3 separate regions of the Pan troglodytes genome follow, and regions 1 and 3 are each linked to region 2. The links are chromatin contacts, called in public Hi-C and HiChIP or PLAC-seq maps. All regions are on one chromosome and are shown on one strand. Each heading gives the region's core, a stretch centred on a gene start, on an enhancer-like site or on the middle of the called end of the contact. The rest is flanking DNA. Distances are from core to core; before and after follow the strand shown.

Region 1 (2,834 bases), core at 230-2,729, 490 kb after region 2:
TGCACCGGGACCGGTTGCTGCAGCGGTGCCAGCTGCAGGAGCTCCGCGTCTGCTGCTTCTCCGACGCCAGGGCGCCGCCAGGATGACAGGTGCAGGAGACTGCGGCTGTGGGCAGATGTGGTTTCCAGCCCCAGGTCCCCGCGGCCCCTGGCTTCCCAGCTCGCTGTCCTGTGAGCAAGAAGATGAAAAAAGCCACCCGATCAACAGGTCAGCTGCCCCGCCTGGCAGCCCAGCCAGACAAGGCAACCGAAGTTCATCCTCTCTGAGTTGACTTCGTGCGGGCAGCGGGCCGGCGCCCAGGATGCTGGGGAGCCCTGCGCGCTGGAGGCCGACAAGCCGTGGGGCTCAGAGGCGCCTCAGGGCGAGAAGGCACCCGCCTCCCAGCGCTTTCACCCCCTGGCCTGCCCGGCCCGCGTGGTGTCCCAGTGGCTGCGGCCACGCCAGGCATTCTGCCCCGCGGCGGCTGCACAGGGACGAGAACTGAGAACCCCTGCTCAACCCCATCCGGGGTGACTGCCAAATGCCTATGCCAGCGGCCCCGATCTCCCTCCGGTGGAGGAGTGGGGCGGGAGACACGGCCTGGGGGCCTCAGGCTGGGCGCGCTGGCGATCCCGAGGCCGACCAGGTCATGCACCTCCAGTCCGCCTGGGCACCCAAGCTGCAGCCGCCTTCTGTGTGCAGACAGCAGCCTCCAGGCAATCCCCGAGCCCGCCCGCACTCCCTACATCTCAGAACCGGGGCTAGAGGTCCCTGTAGCTGCGGCCAAGCCAGGCGGTCTGCCCTGCGGCGGCTGCACAGGGGCAGGAACCGGCCCTCAGACCCAACCCCGGTGGCTGCAGAGAGCCACTGGCTAGAGGTCCCCAGCTCCAGCAGAGGAGGAGCTGGGCGGGGGCAGGGCCTGGCGGGCTCTCAGGCCAGGTGCACTCGCGATCCAGAGGCAGCCCAGGCCATTCTCCACCACCTGGGCGCCCAAGCTGCAGGCGCCCTCTACCTGCTGGCAACAGCTGCCTGGCCACTCCCAAGCTGGCTGGCGCTCCCAGCCTCGCAGAACCGGGGCTAGATGTCGCCGTGGCTGCGGCGAAGCCCGGCGGTCTGCCCGGCGGCGGCTGCACCGTGGCTGGAACCGACCCCCCAGTCCCATCCCCCATGGCTACGGAGGGCCCCTGTCAGCGGCCCCGATCTCTCTTTGGAGGAGGAGCGGGGCGGGAGTCACGGCCAGGAGGGCCCTCAGGCCGGAAGGGATGCACGTCTGCGATTCCGAGACGTCCCGGGCGAGCCCAGGAGAACCCGCAAGCCAGCAGCGCCTGCGCCCGAGCTGCAGCAGCCCCCTGCAGGCCACGCGGGCTCGGGAGCGGTTTCCGGAGTCCGAGCTGGCGCTGAGCTGCAGGCGCGAGCCTAAAGGCTTAGCCGGGGCTCACGCTGTCTGAGAGATCGGAGCGTTGAGCTACAGGCACGCGCTTAACGGCTTCGTGGAGCTCACTCGGTCTGAGAGGTCGGAGGCTGCGAGTGTCGCTGCTGAAGGCTGTGGTGGACCAGGCTGGATCGCGGATTCTGAGCTACATCGCGGGTTTGGTGGTGGATCTTGGATTTGGGGGTGGATCGCGGGTTTGGGGGGTGGATCTTGGATTTGGGGGTGGATCGCGGGTTTGGGGGTGGATCTTGGATTTGGGGGTGGATCGCGGGTTGTGGGGGGGATGGCGGATTTGGGGCTGGGTGGGGGTGGAAAGGCCACGAGGAGCCGCGGCGGCTCAGGAGCGGGTGGTGGGCGTCTGAAAAGTCGCCACCATGAGGAAGCTCTTCAGCTTCGGGAGACGCCTGGGCCAGGCGCTCCTGGACTCCATGGACCAAGAGTACGCTGGTCGGGGGTACCACATCCGGGACTGGGAACTGCGGAAGATCCACAGGGCTGCCATCAAGGGCGACGCCGCGGAGGTGGAGCACTGCCTGACGCGCAGGTTCCGGGACTTGGACGCCCGCGACAGAAAGGACAGGTAGCGGGGGCTCAGCCTGCGGTGGGAGGGGGCCCCAGGCCCGGCTTCCCTGCAGCCCCTGGGGCGGGGGCCTTGGAGGACCCCGGGCACCCTCGGAGCCGCGGAGCCAAATGGAGCCTCAGCTGCTTTCCATCGCTGGCAATTCCCCGTCTGTAGCACTTGGTGGATAATTTGATTTAACTCACAAAGTTAAGCATATACACGTTTAAAACATGGGGCCATATACATGATAGGGAGGTGCCTAATGAGAACTCATTCCCATGTCAAAAATACCATGAGCCATTTTCAGTAGGCGAAGAGTTCTCAAATTAAACCCTGTGTCAGTTTTAAATCCGAATCCACCTAGGTAGATAGGTTCTTTACTGGGGCTTCTTAGAGGGACACTTGGAAATGGGACGTGGGTTCCTTGAATGAGAAGACTCATTTTTCTCAAAATGTGAGCTCTATGTTTATCAGTTTTACATAAACCAAATAAAAATATCAAGGTTTTATCATTTTTGCATGACACTGTCTATCTTACTATTGTGATGATATTTAAAAATGTTCATAATGGAGTGAAAAAAGACTTGCTCCTCTAGATATCAAAATGTGCTATTAATTCTCACAATTAATTATTTACTAACAGCTGAAAACACAGATAAATAAATGCAACAGAATAGGAAATCCAAAAACACTGAAATATATGTAAGATATATACATAGGGATTGATAATGGTAACATTTCAGATGAGTAGGAAAGGATGAGTTATTAATAACATGCCTGCTGTGTGAAGAAAACTAATGGAATTTTATGTCGCAAAAATGAGTTCCTGATGGAATTTAGACTGAAATTTTTACATATGCA
Region 2 (2,949 bases), core at 328-2,827:
CACACATTATACCTCCACAACATCACTTAAAACTTTTGGTGTTCAGAGCTAACATTTATCTTGGGGTTGTTTTATTTTCTAGCACTTAACCTGAGTTATGTCTGCCTATAACTGCCCAGTGAAGGACCATAAATTTACCTTGGTCATCTTTCCGTGTGATGATCTCCACATCCGAAACTTCTCCAAATCTGCTGAACTGATTTTGTAGGTCTGCCTCAGAAATGTCCTGGCTAAGGCCACCCACATAAAGGCGCTTCGTTTCTCTGTTCACTTTCATGAAGGCTGGGCATATACTTGGGTGTGTTTCAGTGGGAAAAGTAATTTTCTGTATACAGAGAAGAGTTCTTTCCCTTAGTTCTTCTAAAATCTAACAAAACAACTACTTCCTCTGAACCTTCTGTATCAAATCCGTCTCCTGGATCTGTATTTCACTTCCTATTGTATTACTTCCAAATTTTAGTCTTCGAGGTTTTGCCCAAGCCCTACATCCACATCTTTCATGAATGCACTTTGGAACAGCAACCCCATACCCATATAGACACAGGTACAGACAGAGTTTTTTTCCTCCAAATGGCCATAATATTACACTCTATCCCTCTTAATTTTATGTATTCATGTTTTTAGATGTTTTTCCTTGACTCATTCATACATTCATTTACTGTCTTTAACAAAGTCTGACAGAAACAGGATGTAACGCACTAAAAGATAAAAAGAGCTAGCCTACCTCTTCCTAATTGTCTCCACCCCCAACCTACCCACCCCAGCCTTCTTCCTCCTATAAGACCCAAAGAAGTGAATAGAGAGGCTAGGAGCTCCTGGAGCTCCTTATAGTCACAAAAGAATAAAACAAATGGCACAATATTATGTCACAATAAAAGTGCTGCAAAGTGGGGTTCAGACACAAAGATCAAGGGATATAGCGAATACAGACTTGTGTTTTTGCTATGTGCCTGCATTGTACAAAGTAGTTTGCATGTTTCCCATTTTTCAGGAGAGCAGAAGAGGTTAAGTCACTTCCTCAATGCCATACCGAAAATTAGTGAATCCAGGATTATAATGCAGGTCTACCTTCAGAACTTGGAATTCTTAACACTATACTATGAAGGTTGCTGTATCACAGGGGACTCAGGAAAACTTTTCCAGAGGTACTAGGGCCCATCATAGTATCTCTCATTTCGTTTAGCACCCGGCAGGCGCTCAGCTCTCGCCCTTCCCTTCCCCAAGAGCTGACAGACTCTTTCCAGAAGAGACTCCCAACCAGCGTCCACCATATGGCGTGTATTCTGGGCAGAACTTCGGCCTACCTCTTCGCGATAGTCTCCGCCCCAAGCCTACCCACGGCAGCCTTCTTTCTCTGAGAAGACCCAAAGAAGTGAAGAGAGAGACTAGGAAACGGCCCTGTGACTTCTCATGCCCGAAACCCACTCCTCACCAAGTCGTTCACCTAAAGCCAGCGCCGCTGCAGCCCCTAACTTCTGGTCACATGTCCCAACGGAGCATCCTCTCTTCCTTCCTACTCGATTTCCAACCCAGCCTCCTAAGGTTCCGTTACCACAATTCAGTTCCCAAGAGCTTTTAATTTCCTTTTCCGTCCTCCCACCTTCCCTGACGCCTCCGTCACCTCCCCCTCAACGACTGCAAAAGAGCCCAAACCAAAATCCCCTAGTTTCTATTGAACACTATCGCTGTGTGTACCAATTCCTGGACTAGGTCGGCGTAAGAGAGGAAGTAGGTGAAAAAAATAAAGAGGCGCTCCCCTCCACGTGATCCCAGCCCTGCCTCTTTAGTGAGGCACGCGGCCGGGCGGCTCCAAGGCTGCCGGCTAGGGTGAGCAGCGGAGCGCTTGGGCTTGGAGTAGCAAAGAACGCGCTCTCCAGAGAAAGTATAGCCACTGCTTAGACAGCCAGGGAAACGTGTGCGGGGACGTGGAGGACTCAGGCTCTCGTGCGAGCGCGGAGTTGGACGTGCAGGGCCGCTGGGGTCACGCGGGGCTCTCCCGCCTCCCCTCCGCGTGAGCTCTGGGATGGTCCGCGCCGGGAGCGCGCGCGAGGCTTGAAGCGCGGGTGAAGCGCTCAGGTCGGAGTGACAGCTGCGCTGCCGGCCCGGCTGCGGTCAGCAACGCGCCATGGACGCAGAGCTGGCAGAGGTGCGCGCCTTGCAAGCTGAGATCGCGGCCCTGCGGCGAGCGTGTGAGGAGCCACCGGCGCCCTGGGAAGAGAAGTCCCGAGTCCAGTACGTGACCCCCCAAGTCCCCCAGGGCCCGCTGGCCAGGGTTCCCGGGCCAGGCGGGTGAATCTCCACAGACATCCTCGGTCTCCTACTCCCAGCCCTAGAAAGTGGGCATGAACTGGCATTGATCCTGTCATGACGATGGCCTAGAGTTGGGAGCAGCGCGTACGGCGCCCAGCTGTAAACGCATTGCAGGGTATTAACTCGTTTAATCGCAGTCGTCTGTGTGGATGACTGACAAGGAGGAAGTCTTGACTATATCCCTAGCTAGATAATTCCGCCTCCAGTATGCAGAAGTATCTCTAGTTGGGATTTAATAACTCCGTTTGGTTTCATGGCATTTGTTTTGGTAGGTCAGCTAACCATCTCAACTGATAATGACTTTGTGTTTACGATGACATAAAAATTCCTTTGAAAAATAACCGGTAAAAAACTAAGTTGATAAAAGAAAAGTAGTTAATATAGACTGCAGGAGAATTTGACATTCCTCTGAGGTAGGTGCTACTGTTAGCCCTGTTTTATAGTTGAAGAAACTGAGGCTCAGAGAAGTTAGGTAGCTTGTTCAAGGTTCCAGAGAAAGGAATTTTCAGAGATGGATTGGGACCCAAAAATTTTACTCCAAAGTCTGGGCACTTTTGGTTTATTGAAGGAGAGGGAGAGAAAAGCTCTGCAACCGTAATTATGTATCATCATCTCAAACATAGAAGCCTCTCGAAAACA
Region 3 (3,138 bases), core at 93-2,592, 310 kb after region 2:
TTTGTTTTTCTTTTGTAGAGATGGGCGTCTCACTATGTTGACCAGGTTGGCTTCCAACTTTTGGTTTTAAGTAATTCTCCCACCTCAGCCTCCCAAAGTGCTGAGCCAAAATATTTTTAAAAACAAATGTATTCTGTAGTAATATGTAACATTTAATGCAGTGATGAATAAACCACATCTCAAAGTGTCTGCAGTTACAGTGTGAGACGGAAAGTCTGTTTTTTTATTCTCTTAGTGGCAAACTCCTGGGTCCTGATGAACCCACAGGCTCATTGCCACATTCGTAATGGAAAGAAATGCTAAATTCCAGGTACAGCTTAGTGAAAATGAAGATGCCATTTTTTTCCTATCCAAGCTCATGGAGCCCTGAATTTCACAGACCCAGGAAGTACAGGGCCAGTCCTCTTCCCTAAGAGACTCCTGCAGGCTGTCCCTTGGCCTCGGTTCTAAGGGAAGGAAGCCGCCCGCATACAGCCAAGGGCAGGGCAGAGGCACAGGTGGGGTCCCAGGACCCTGGCAAGGGCCTTGTAGCAAGGGACAGTTGGCAGAGAGCCTGTTGTGGGCTGCTGAGAAGGCATGCAGATGGGTTGCAGATCGGCCGCCCCTGGGGCCTGACCCCACCAGGAACGGGCCAGGGCAGAACTCAACCAAGGGAAATTCCCCTTAAAACCTCAATGCACCACCACCTGCCCCGGTTCATCTGGGAGAAACTTCAGCCACTTCTTTTTGATCCCAAGTTTTCTGCTTTAAACCTCAGGGGTAGGTAATGGAAAAAAAAAAAACAAAGAACAAAAAAACAGATTAGTGCTAAGAAGCTAAGGATCACACAGCAAGTTTTTGGATGGGTCTGCCCACCTTCGTTAGCGCGAAGGCCACTGTCCCGTCATCCTCAGTGGAAAGGTCAAGCAGCTTCTGGTAAAATGCTTCATCATAAGGCCCATCTATTTGTAAGGTTTTTCTGAAGAAGAAAGCACAATAAAAGCAGGATGACAAAGCCGCACAGAGGTTGTTTCTTAAACTGCTAACACAGTCTACAAAGCCCAGCACCACTAAACATCACACATTTTGTTTTGAAAAACACATAACAGATCTATCTCCCTCATGTTAAACATCAAGGTTTTTAACAGAACTTAGCAAGACCAGAACCAGTGAGCCTTGAAGCTGAGCCTTCTCCTGTTCATGACAAGTAGCAACCTGCGTCAGAGATGCAAGGAAGACCAGCGAGGAAGGAAGAGGATCCTGGCCCCGACTGGACACCGCGGGTGTGGACCCCAATGACCCGCAGTGAAAGCCCAGGACAGAGGCTGGGCTGACACAGAAGGACCTGCAGGAGCGCTGCTCAGCTGTGGAGCAACACTGCCCTCTGCAGGCTCGGCCCCAACTTGGGGTTTCGAATTAGCAAGGTCACAGACGTGCTTTCTTTTCTAGAAACAAGTGACCCTGTTCCTCCTTTACAAGGCACTACATTCCAGAGCAGGCCTGGGCACCTGGGAGCAGAGGACTGGGGTAGGAAGTGGCCGGCATGCTTCATCCTCCTGGGAAGCTGTGCCTTGGGAGGCGCATTCTTACCCTGCCCACCCCCACAGTCTCCTCTCAGGGCTGCCCAAGAGGGGGACCGCCCGACCTCACCTCTCCTCGGGAAACTCTTCCAGGTATCGCTCAACCCGGTTGTACAGAGGGTAGAGGCCTTCGATGTCCAGCAGGTCCAACATCTGCACCTGGAGGGTTTTGTACAGAAGACAGCCCTTCGGTAACCCCGAGCGCTCTGGGGTGTTTTTTCCTACCGAGAACATCAGGGGAAAACGAGAGCATGTTGATTATCAAAGAACGTGGAGGGAGACACAGGCCGGCGCAGACCGCAGGGCTCATCCTGGGCTCCGCCATACGGGCACCGCCACAGGCAAGGACTGGACCCTGGACTGGCGCTAAGGACAGACGAGATGACGCTCCCGCCTCACAGAGCTGCTGGAGCTGCAGCGTGCCTGGACCACACTGGATGCACCAGGCCAAGCACAAAGGAGGGAGCAAGAAACGCACATGTCCTGCCTCGTGCCTCTCCTCTCCCAACACAACTCTCAGAATGTCCTTTAGATTCCACCACAACAGCCCTGGAAGTCACTTTATGATCTAAGTTTAGACATAATCCTCATTTTAAGTCAGGACACAAAATTTCTTTTTCTTTTTTTTTTTTTTTGAGACAGAGTCTTGCTCTCTGTGGCCCAGCCTGGAGTGCAGTGGCGTGATCTCGACTCATTGCAACTGCAAGGCAAGGAATTTCTAAGATCCTGCTGACATCCTAAATCTGCAAGACCACTAAAGGAGGAAAACCCTGGGACACTGTCTGCAGAGTCCAGAGCCATGAGCCCACACTGAGAGCCCACACTGAGAGGCAGGTAAGACCTGGGCTGGCGACAGGCACGAGCTCAGAACCAGCCACACAGAGCCACAGACAGGGGTCAAAGCCACTGACAAGGACCTGTTATATCATAGGGACAGAGGCAGAAACAAAACTCCACTTGCCACTCACAGTTGTTTGGCACCTGTGCTGTACAGGGTGCCAAGTGAGCTTGGGAGGTACCAAGTCCCAGATCATCTCCTGCCACTGAAGGGAGCAACCATCTCCCACAAAGAACCAAACTACAGGCAAAGACACAGTAAGAAAGGTGTCCATGCAGGGGGAAAACTGTAGTCAGCTGCAGATTTCACTAGGACCCGGCACGAAAATGCCAACGTGCAGGGAAACAGGAGTAAAAGTTCATATGCCCAACTAGAGGGGATTTGTTAAAATTACAGCAGATCCATGCATGGTCAATAAAGAACAAAATGCATGTGATCTCCAGGCGCCGTGGCTTACGCCTGCAATCCTAACTTTCTGGGAGGCCAATGCTGGCAGATTGCTTGAGCCCAGGAGTTCAAGACCAGCCCGGGCAACATGGAGAAACCCCATCTCTACAAAAAAAAATACAAAAATTAACTAGGCGTGGTAGTGCGTGTCGGTAGTCCCAGCTACTCAGGAGGCTGAGGCAGGAAGATCACTTGAGCCCTGGAGGTGGAGGTTGCAGTGAGCCAAGTTCACACCACTGCACTCCAGCCTGGGCAACAGAAACAGACCTTGTCTTTAAAAATAATTAATTAAAA

The links. Hi-C and Micro-C count contacts between places; a contact is called where the count stands out from the background. HiChIP or PLAC-seq counts read pairs in DNA pulled down with a chosen protein or histone mark.
Region 1: an H3K4me3 HiChIP or PLAC-seq map of stem cell-derived excitatory neurons shows a contact between it and region 2, with 2.4 times the contacts expected there. The contact joins the promoter of ANKRD19P here to the promoter of NOL8 in region 2. A contact is called at or near these places in 1 of 7 Hi-C or Micro-C datasets (stem cell-derived neural progenitor cells) and 1 of 1 datasets of contacts at active chromatin or transcription factors (stem cell-derived excitatory neurons).
Region 3: a contact with region 2 is called in a Hi-C map of stem cell-derived neural progenitor cells, with 4 times the contacts expected there. The contact joins the enhancer-like site here to the promoter of NOL8 in region 2. A contact is called at or near these places in 4 of 7 Hi-C or Micro-C datasets (blood, induced pluripotent stem cells and stem cell-derived neural progenitor cells), 1 of 1 datasets of contacts at active chromatin or transcription factors (stem cell-derived excitatory neurons) and 1 of 1 other capture datasets (stem cell-derived neural stem cells).

The regions. Positions count from the first base shown.
Region 1 is chr11:45,617,328-45,620,161 of NHGRI_mPanTro3-v2.0_pri, reverse strand. It overlaps ANKRD19P (putative ankyrin repeat domain-containing protein 19-like), which reads left to right and starts at 1,479. Exons shown (of 7, transcript NM_001246658.1): 1 at 1,479-1,991. The coding sequence starts at 1,786. LOC100608610 reads right to left here and starts at 504. Exons shown (of 2, transcript XM_054658627.2): 1 at 489-504; 2 at 1-344. The coding sequence starts at 504.
Region 2 is chr11:46,104,078-46,107,026 of NHGRI_mPanTro3-v2.0_pri, reverse strand. NOL8 (nucleolar protein 8) reads right to left here and starts at 1,577. Exons shown (of 17, transcript XM_009456898.5): 1 at 1,445-1,577; 2 at 139-325. The coding sequence starts at 277. It overlaps CENPP (centromere protein P), which reads left to right and starts at 1,557. Exons shown (of 8, transcript XM_001146410.8): 1 at 1,557-2,232. The coding sequence starts at 2,126.
Region 3 is chr11:45,794,510-45,797,647 of NHGRI_mPanTro3-v2.0_pri, reverse strand. It overlaps IPPK (inositol-pentakisphosphate 2-kinase), which reads right to left. Exons shown (of 13, transcript XM_016961141.4): 10 at 1,630-1,780; 11 at 856-958. Among named protein-coding and RNA genes, the nearest start is that of IPPK, 36 kb to the right of the region's middle. Within about 2 kb of position 1,342, at least 4 of the 24 cell types and tissues checked have an H3K27ac peak or open chromatin away from gene starts, as enhancers often do. A contact at or near this core is called in induced pluripotent stem cells, stem cell-derived neural progenitor cells and stem cell-derived neural stem cells, where this site is marked.